Regions from separate parts of the Hordeum vulgare genome. Here region 2 is linked to region 1. The links are chromatin contacts, called in public Hi-C maps. All regions are on one chromosome and are shown on one strand. The core of a region is the stretch at or near the end of the contact, and the rest is flanking DNA. Distances in the headings are between cores, read along the strand shown.

Evidence for each region. Hi-C and Micro-C count contacts between places; a contact is called where the count stands out from the background.
Region 2: a Hi-C map of leaf shows a contact between it and region 1, with 6 times the contacts expected there. The contact joins two enhancer-like sites. A contact is called at or near these places in 2 of 6 Hi-C or Micro-C datasets (leaf and seedling).

What each region holds. Positions count from the first base shown.
Region 1 is chr2H:74,513,132-74,516,900 of MorexV3_pseudomolecules_assembly, reverse strand. No RefSeq gene overlaps it. Among protein-coding and RNA genes, the nearest start is that of LOC123429635, 45 kb to the right of the region's middle. Within about 2 kb of position 1,625, at least 2 of the 3 cell types and tissues checked have open chromatin away from gene starts, as enhancers often do. A contact at or near this core is called in leaf, where this site is marked.
Region 2 is chr2H:74,739,507-74,743,275 of MorexV3_pseudomolecules_assembly, reverse strand. No RefSeq gene overlaps it. Among protein-coding and RNA genes, the nearest start is that of LOC123425116, 130 kb to the left of the region's middle. Within about 2 kb of position 1,940, at least 2 of the 3 cell types and tissues checked have open chromatin away from gene starts, as enhancers often do. A contact at or near this core is called in leaf, where this site is marked.

The DNA.
Region 1 (3,769 bases), core at 376-2,875:
AATAATTAGTAAAGTGGTTGCATGCATATTCTAGATGCAGAAGCCGGAGATCATCGTCCCTTTTTCTAAAGAAAAACCAGTTGATCCGAGGTCTTTTCTACAAAAGAATTGTATCATTTATATCATCAAATTAATTTAATTAGATTCAGTTTTTCTTCATGTGAACACAAATACATCTTATTTAATAGGTAAGAAGTACAGGCGCAAAAAAACTACTACTACTTCCTCTATAGTGATCTAAACGTTCTTATAGTAGTTCACAAAGGGAGTATTTTATAAGAATCATCACAATATTTTAACTTTTTTATCAATATGTTTTCTTATATTAGTTCATAAAGGGAGTATTTTATAAGAATCATCACAATATTTTAACCTTTTTATCAATATGTTTTTGACACAACAAAAATGCTTTTATACTATTGAACGAAGGGAGTATACTTATTTAGCACACCTGGTCCTTATTAAAATACTATAGCTGACATAGTTGGCCCGGCTTGAGTTCCAGCCTCCGTCGTTGTGTGTCATGCAGATTTTGATCGGATATTTTCTTCACTACAAAAAAAATTGTTCGTTTGTCTGGAGGGAAGTATACAATAATTCAGAGGCGACCGTGCGTTGCTTTGGTCAGCCTTGTCAATTTGAGCCATTGCTCTAATCATTGACGGGTTTGACCCTATGACGTGTACTTATTAAACTCGGTAGGAGCCGGCCGTGGGTCCCAGATGTTGTGCGCTGGCAGACATCGATCTATGGAAGCATCCATTGCGATCTTCTGCTACGAGTGACGCATCGGCGCCAATCATGCTACCATTAGGATCTAAGGTTCAGGTTTGCCTGCGCGTTTGTGACGTTGTTCAATCAAACTGGAGTATTTACGAGTCGCGGGGAACTAGTTCTCTCGTGCTAGCTGGGACAGACGGGTTCATGCTCGTGGTCGGAAATGCTGGACAAACTCACGATTGAGCCAGCAGCTCCGTGAGCGTCTGCGGTAAGCGAACTCACGTGTTTGGCTTAGCGCATGTCCTCGTGCAGAAGTTCGATTCTTACAGTACGCGTGTTTCGAATCCGAACATCTGTTCGACCCGACTCAGAGCAATTTTCGATCTTGACCGGTGCCCTCTGAGTCTCCGGGTAATGATTCTGAAGTGTTGAATAAACGAATCAGGCTCTAGTTAGAATATAATCAGTGAAGAGTTATGCGTTTGAGTCGAATTGTAATTTGAACCTACAGTTTTTTTTTTTAACTTCGGCAACTTTATTAAGTGATGATCATATTATTAATTTATTGAATTTTTTGATGTTATGAATGTTTTTAAACGCAGCCACTATTTAAAAGTTAAGACGTTTTTGTAAAAAGAAGAAACATTTTTTAAATTTAAAGAACAATTTTTTCAACATGAACTTACCTTTTCTTTAAACGAAAAAGGAAAATAAAGAAGCATAAAAGAAAAAGGGAAAAAAGGAAAGGTAACATAAAAACGAAAAAAAATTGATAAAAATAAAAAACAAAAAACATTTCAAAAACCTCGTAGAAAGTTTCCAAAATCGGTGGCTAAACGTACTGGGCCGATCCAACTATTGTCTGAGGGGTGTGCGGAGCCTGACTAGGTCCGATACGCGTGGGATGTGTCACCTTCAGTGTGCGATCCAGGGCCAGGCAAATCAACATGGCTGCATCGTGCTTCCTCCCAGTGAGTTTAGAAAATGATCTTATAGGTGCACATCAGTTCTATCTCCTTTTCCTTTAGTTTTTACGTTTCTTCTTTTTAGTTCTGAAAGATAGAATTGTTCATGTATGCAAAAATATATATGTTCATGTGTGTTTAGAAAACAATTCTGTACGTGTACTAACAAAATATTCACCATGTATTATAAATGTTCATTAGGTATTTTTAAACTATTTCGTAGTTGTATATTAAAAATGTTCATGTGTATTTAGAAAATGATCTTGTATGTGTATTGAAAAAGATTGAACATCTATTGAAAATATCCATCGGGTATTTTTAAAAGTTTTATAGTTGTATATTGAAAATGTTCAGCGTGTAATATTATACATCATCTCTTAATATTAATCGTGTATTTAAGAAAGATTCATCTTGTTTGTCGAAAATATTCATAGGAAATGTTTATCATGTATTTAGAGAATATTGATTGTGGCTTAAAAAATGTGTATCACCTATTAGAAAATGTTCACCAAGTATTTAAAAATGCTCATCTTTTTTTACAGAAATGTCAATCATTTGTTAAAAGAGATGTTACTACATTTGAGGTAGAAACAAAATCACTAGAGTGTCAAAAAATTGTTGATCATGTATTAACGTTTTTCTTATCACATACTCCGTTGATTCCATACTAGTTGTCGCTTATTTAGTATAACTTTGTAATAAATTAGTGTCAATTAATATGAAATAGATGAGGTATTTTAAAATATTAATCATTAATTAAAAATCATAATACTCTATCAAAGTAGATAATCATGATTTGAAACTATGTGCATTAAATTATTTACATTGTATTTCAGAAATATTTATAGTGTAATTCGATTTTCCTATCTGGTACTCAATTTTGTTGACCATGTATTTTAAAAATATTTATGTAATTAAAGAAATGGTCACGTTTTTCAAACAAATCCTCATTTATAGAGGAAATATAAATTTAATTTTATGAAAAATGTTACTGGCATATTTTAAATATCATTACATTTATAAAATATATTTTTAGTAGAAAATAAAGAAACATATGAAAATAGAATAAATAGAAAGTGGAAATAAAAAATACTTAGAAAATCCGAAAGAAAAAGTAAAAAACAAAAATAAAAAATAGAAGAAACAAAAGGTTAGAAAACATGATAACTAAAAAGAGCTCGATATAATAAAAAAATCAAACTTGTAAAATGAAAATGAAAGTAGGAACCTTGGTTGTGGGCAGCTCATAAATTTAGGAAGCCTCAAAAGCGAGCGTTGTTCTATATCTTGTAGTTGGCGAAACATAAGATTTGCGAGACAAAGCACGTCTCGTTTGTATGAATCCTTTCAATGGGCCGGCCCTGTAGGAAGTTACGTGTGTTTATTATCAAATTTATTTTTTCCCTCGCGTTAGGGTTTTTGTTCCTCCTCGTGGCGATCATCATTGCCGTTGAGATCATCGCCCCCTACCTCGGCCGATTCCAGTTACCCACCTATTCCCTCGGGGGTGTGTTCCTGCGCCCGCTCTTCCTGGGTGCGGAGGGTGCTAGGCTGGGGTTTTAGGGTTTTACCACCACAACCCGATCTGAAACTCAATCGGGTTAGAGTCTCAAGGATGGCGTCGAGCGGGACTTCTAGATCGGCTAAAGCTGGTCCATCTAAGATCGATGATGTGCAACTGTTGATGAAGGAATTGGGTCTGTGGGAGGAGGATCCGGACGATGTGGTGTTGGACGAGACGGAAGCGCCGATGGAGGCGACTCGGTGGATCGCGCTGGCTAGGGTGAACTCTGCCAAAACCTACTCTCAGTACCGGTTCTTTCGAAACATGAGATCAGCTTGGGATCTTGCTGAGGAAGTGGTTTTTAAGCCACTTGAGGACAACCTGTATATGGTGCAATTCTCCTGAATAGGAGATTGGGAGCGAGTTACTCAAGAAGGGCCTTGGCACTTCACAGGTGATGCGGTCATAATCAAGCCCTATGATGGTTTGGCGAAACCCTCGATTGTTCCTCTAGATAATATCGAGATTTGGCCCGAAATCATGATGTTCCTCCATTAAACACTCATCTAGTCCCGTCCCT
Region 2 (3,769 bases), core at 691-3,190, 230 kb before region 1:
ATATCACCAGGGTCATCTTTTCTGATCTTATACCGCAATGCAGTGCATACCGGACATTTATCCATATTCTCGTACTTCTCACCGCGGTAGAGGATGCAGTCATTAGGGCATGCATGTATCTTCTGCACGTCTAATCCTAGAGGGCAGACAAGCTTCTTTGTACTTCTCACCGCGGTAGAGGATGCAGTCATTAGGGCATGCATGTATCTTCTGCACGTCTAATCCTAGAGGGCAGACAAGCTTCTTTGCTTCGTACGTGCTGGCGGGCAATTCGTTCTTTCTTGGAAGCATCTTTTTCATCAGTACCAGCAACTTTTCGAATGACGAGTCAGTCACACCGGTCTCTGCCTTCCACTTCAGCATTTCCAGTGTGCTACCCATCTTCTTCTGGCCATCTTCACAAGTTGGGTACAACAATTTGTTGTGGTCCTGTAACATCTGCTCGAACTGCAACCTCTCCTTTTCTGTGTCGCAACCTCGCCGTGCATCAGAAATGACCCGGCCAAGATCATCAGCGGGCTCATCTGGTTCCCGTTCTTCATCCTGATCTTCTTCTTCATTGTCTTCCATTGCGGTATCAGCATACTCAGGGAACATAGATCGTTAGTTGTCATCATCGTTCTCTTCTTCTTCATCGTCGTCTTCCATCATAACCCATCTTTCTCCGTTCTTGGTCCAAACATTATAGCCCGACATAAAACCGGACCGAAGCAAGTGGCTCTGAATGACTCTTGAGGAAGTGTAATCCTTCTCATTCCGACATTCAACACATGGACAAAGCATATAGCCACCACCATGCTTGTTCGCATCGGTTGCATCTCGAAAAGAATGCACGCATTCTCTGTAAGCGGATGTGCGTCGATCACCGTACATCCATGGATGGCTCATCTGTGTTATACGACAGTATATCAAATACAATCACGATCCTAAAAATTAGTACAACACGGTCTAAACGAGGAAATATAGTTGCTAACCTTTTAGAATAAGTAGAAATAAAGAGGAAGAGGTTTAAGCGTGGCTCAGACATCTCATATCGTAGTTGTGTTCGGTGAACTGAAGCGGCATTGCTCTAACACACATTTCAACAAACACCTCTAGTGCATCAAAAAAAGTGGAGAGCAAGCACCCACCCACAATCCTCCATCCAAGAAAAATGCAAGGAAGAGGGGAGAGGGGGGTTGTGCTATATATATAGGCAGAAGACTTTAGTCCCGGTTTGAGACACAAACCGGGACTAAAGGTGGCGCACATGCGGGCTGCCCACCGCGTAGCCCTTTAGTCCCGGTTTGGGACACGAACCGGGACTAAAGGCTCGAGGGAGGCATTGGGAATTGGGGCGACGTGGCCGGGCCTTTAGTCCCGGCCCAGAGGGAAGCCGGAACTAAAGGGTCCAGGCCAAAGGCCCGTTTTCCACTAGTGTTGCAGGAGATTTAATCCTCCCTAATTCACTCCAATCCCTGTCAAATCTGTTGCAACCGAACAAGGCCTTAGTGGGTTTGATTCTACGTCGAGTTTTCCTACAGTATTTTATGAACTTGTACTACTAGCAAGGCATGGTCTATTAATTATCTTCTTTACATCCTGTGATCCGTCAAGGTCTGTTTGAGATGCGGGAATTTTAGATGAATTTACAAAACTGCTCAACTTTTGTTTGAACCAACATCTCTGTGCTAGTTTGATTAGAGCTATGCAAATATGCTGAACGAAAATAATATACTTGAGTTAACATCCATGGCGAACGAGACCAGCCTAGAGGACGCCGTCATTTTCATTTTCCTCGACGACGATGACTCCCGGACGAATTTTCGGCAAAGGGGCACTACCAAAGGAGTAAAGGGGATACTGAATAATTCGTGCTCATTAACAAGTGGACACCATCCATGGTTAGATTCACACCACAAAGCGATTCCCCACTAGCACCAAGCTAGAAAACGACCCAAAGGTAAGCTTCCATATCAAGATCTCTCTTTGAAGATGCTAAAGGATTCTACACAGTGTATGAGCTGTGACGGCTACTTCTCCAATAAATCAGCTGTAATGTTTGGGAGAAAAACGTAACGTTAGCGAGAATCTTGGAGAAAGAAAGAGAGTTCCAGCCACAGAGCGCGGCAGCAAGGCCACATGTTTTCACCCATGGTAGCGTGTAGAGCTCCAACGGTGGAGGGGCATTGGATCAACCACATGTCCGGTGATGGAAACATGCTAATGAATCTTGCTCGCTTAATTAAATACACTTGGCTGTTGATGAGTTGGACAGGCATATTGCATCACAACCTTACTCCCAGGTCCTTAGCTGATTACCCCGTCGTTAAAGAACGATAATGTCACGTCTGTTGAACAAGGCCGGGACAAAAAAAAAGGCCAGGTTGAAGCTTGACCAAATGAAGTCACTATATGACATAGTATGTTGTGCAAGAAAATTTGTCATAGCATGTGTGAGTGCAAATATCTATCGGAAAAATAAATAGCAAAGGCCATGCTGCTACAAAGTTTCCCTTACTGTTTTTTAATCAAAGGTTATTTTTAGAGACTTTTTACGGTACATCAAGTCAATTTGGACCGTTTATTTTAATGGTTCGGATGGCTCAGATAAGATAATACTACATCAAATTTCTGGTAGTATATTGGGTAGTTGGGGGCATTTAAGGTAGTTCGTTGTTTTATTATTAATCTCAGACGCCCTGAAGACGGGATATCTTTTTGATAATGATTGGGACGAGATGCACTTCGCGAGGTGCTGCTGCACTTCAGAGGTCGGCTCTGGTCGAGAGATGGGGCGCCGCCTGCGTCTCCTGTTCAGCTACTTGCCTGAGCTCCGGCCCGTCGAGCCGCCTCTTGATTGTTGGCATACGCCGCGAACCGATGATGGCGCCCAATATCTTTCGGCAATAAACGCGTAATAGGTAGACCAACAAACATAGAGAACTAGCGCATAAGCTGATATGCAGGTGGATGCTTCGTTAAGAGGCTAGCTAACACGTATCAAACTAATAAGGAAAACGTTTATACACGACGCGTCGGTCGAACCGTTTCGAACGGACGCGCATCGTTCGTTTGATCTGCATGGATCGCGCGTTTCCCTTTGCATAGGCCGTCATCGCCCCCTCGCGTACTTCCCCTTTCCCCCACACGCCCGTGCGCCGCTGCCGTCGACATCGTCGGTCCCTGCCTTCGTCGGTCAGATCCGCGGTGTTCCTTCAAGCCGGCGTGCCTCCCCTGTTGGATCTTGTTCCGCCGGCCGCGACGGAGTCGCATCGGATGCCACCTGTGTTGAAGACGAAAAGCTATGACAGAGACGATGATGTTGCAACCGGCGACGAAAAAGGCTTCAGACCGGCGATAAAAAATGCTACAACCGGCATTGTCGAAAGCTTCAACCAGAGACGAGGGGAATTAAGAGCCACCATCACGCAAACCGCGAATGCTGCAACCGGTGATGAAAAAAGTTTAAACCGGCTAGAAAAAAGCTTAAACCGACGATATAAAAAGCATCAACCGACAGCGAAACACAAAAAGCTGCAATCGTTGACACAAAAGCTTCAACCATATGTTTAAAAAGCTTCAACCAGAAATCAACGAGGAAAGCCTGTCATTTTTGCTACAACCAGCAAAAAGCTTTAAGCGACATAAAAAAAATTCAACCGTTGTAGAAAAAGCTTCAAGCGACATTAAAAAAGTTTCAATCAAAGTGAACTTTTTTTCAAACCAGAGTTCGGTGGGACAAGCCTGTGCACGCACGAGCGTCGACGGCGACGAGCGGCGACGACGG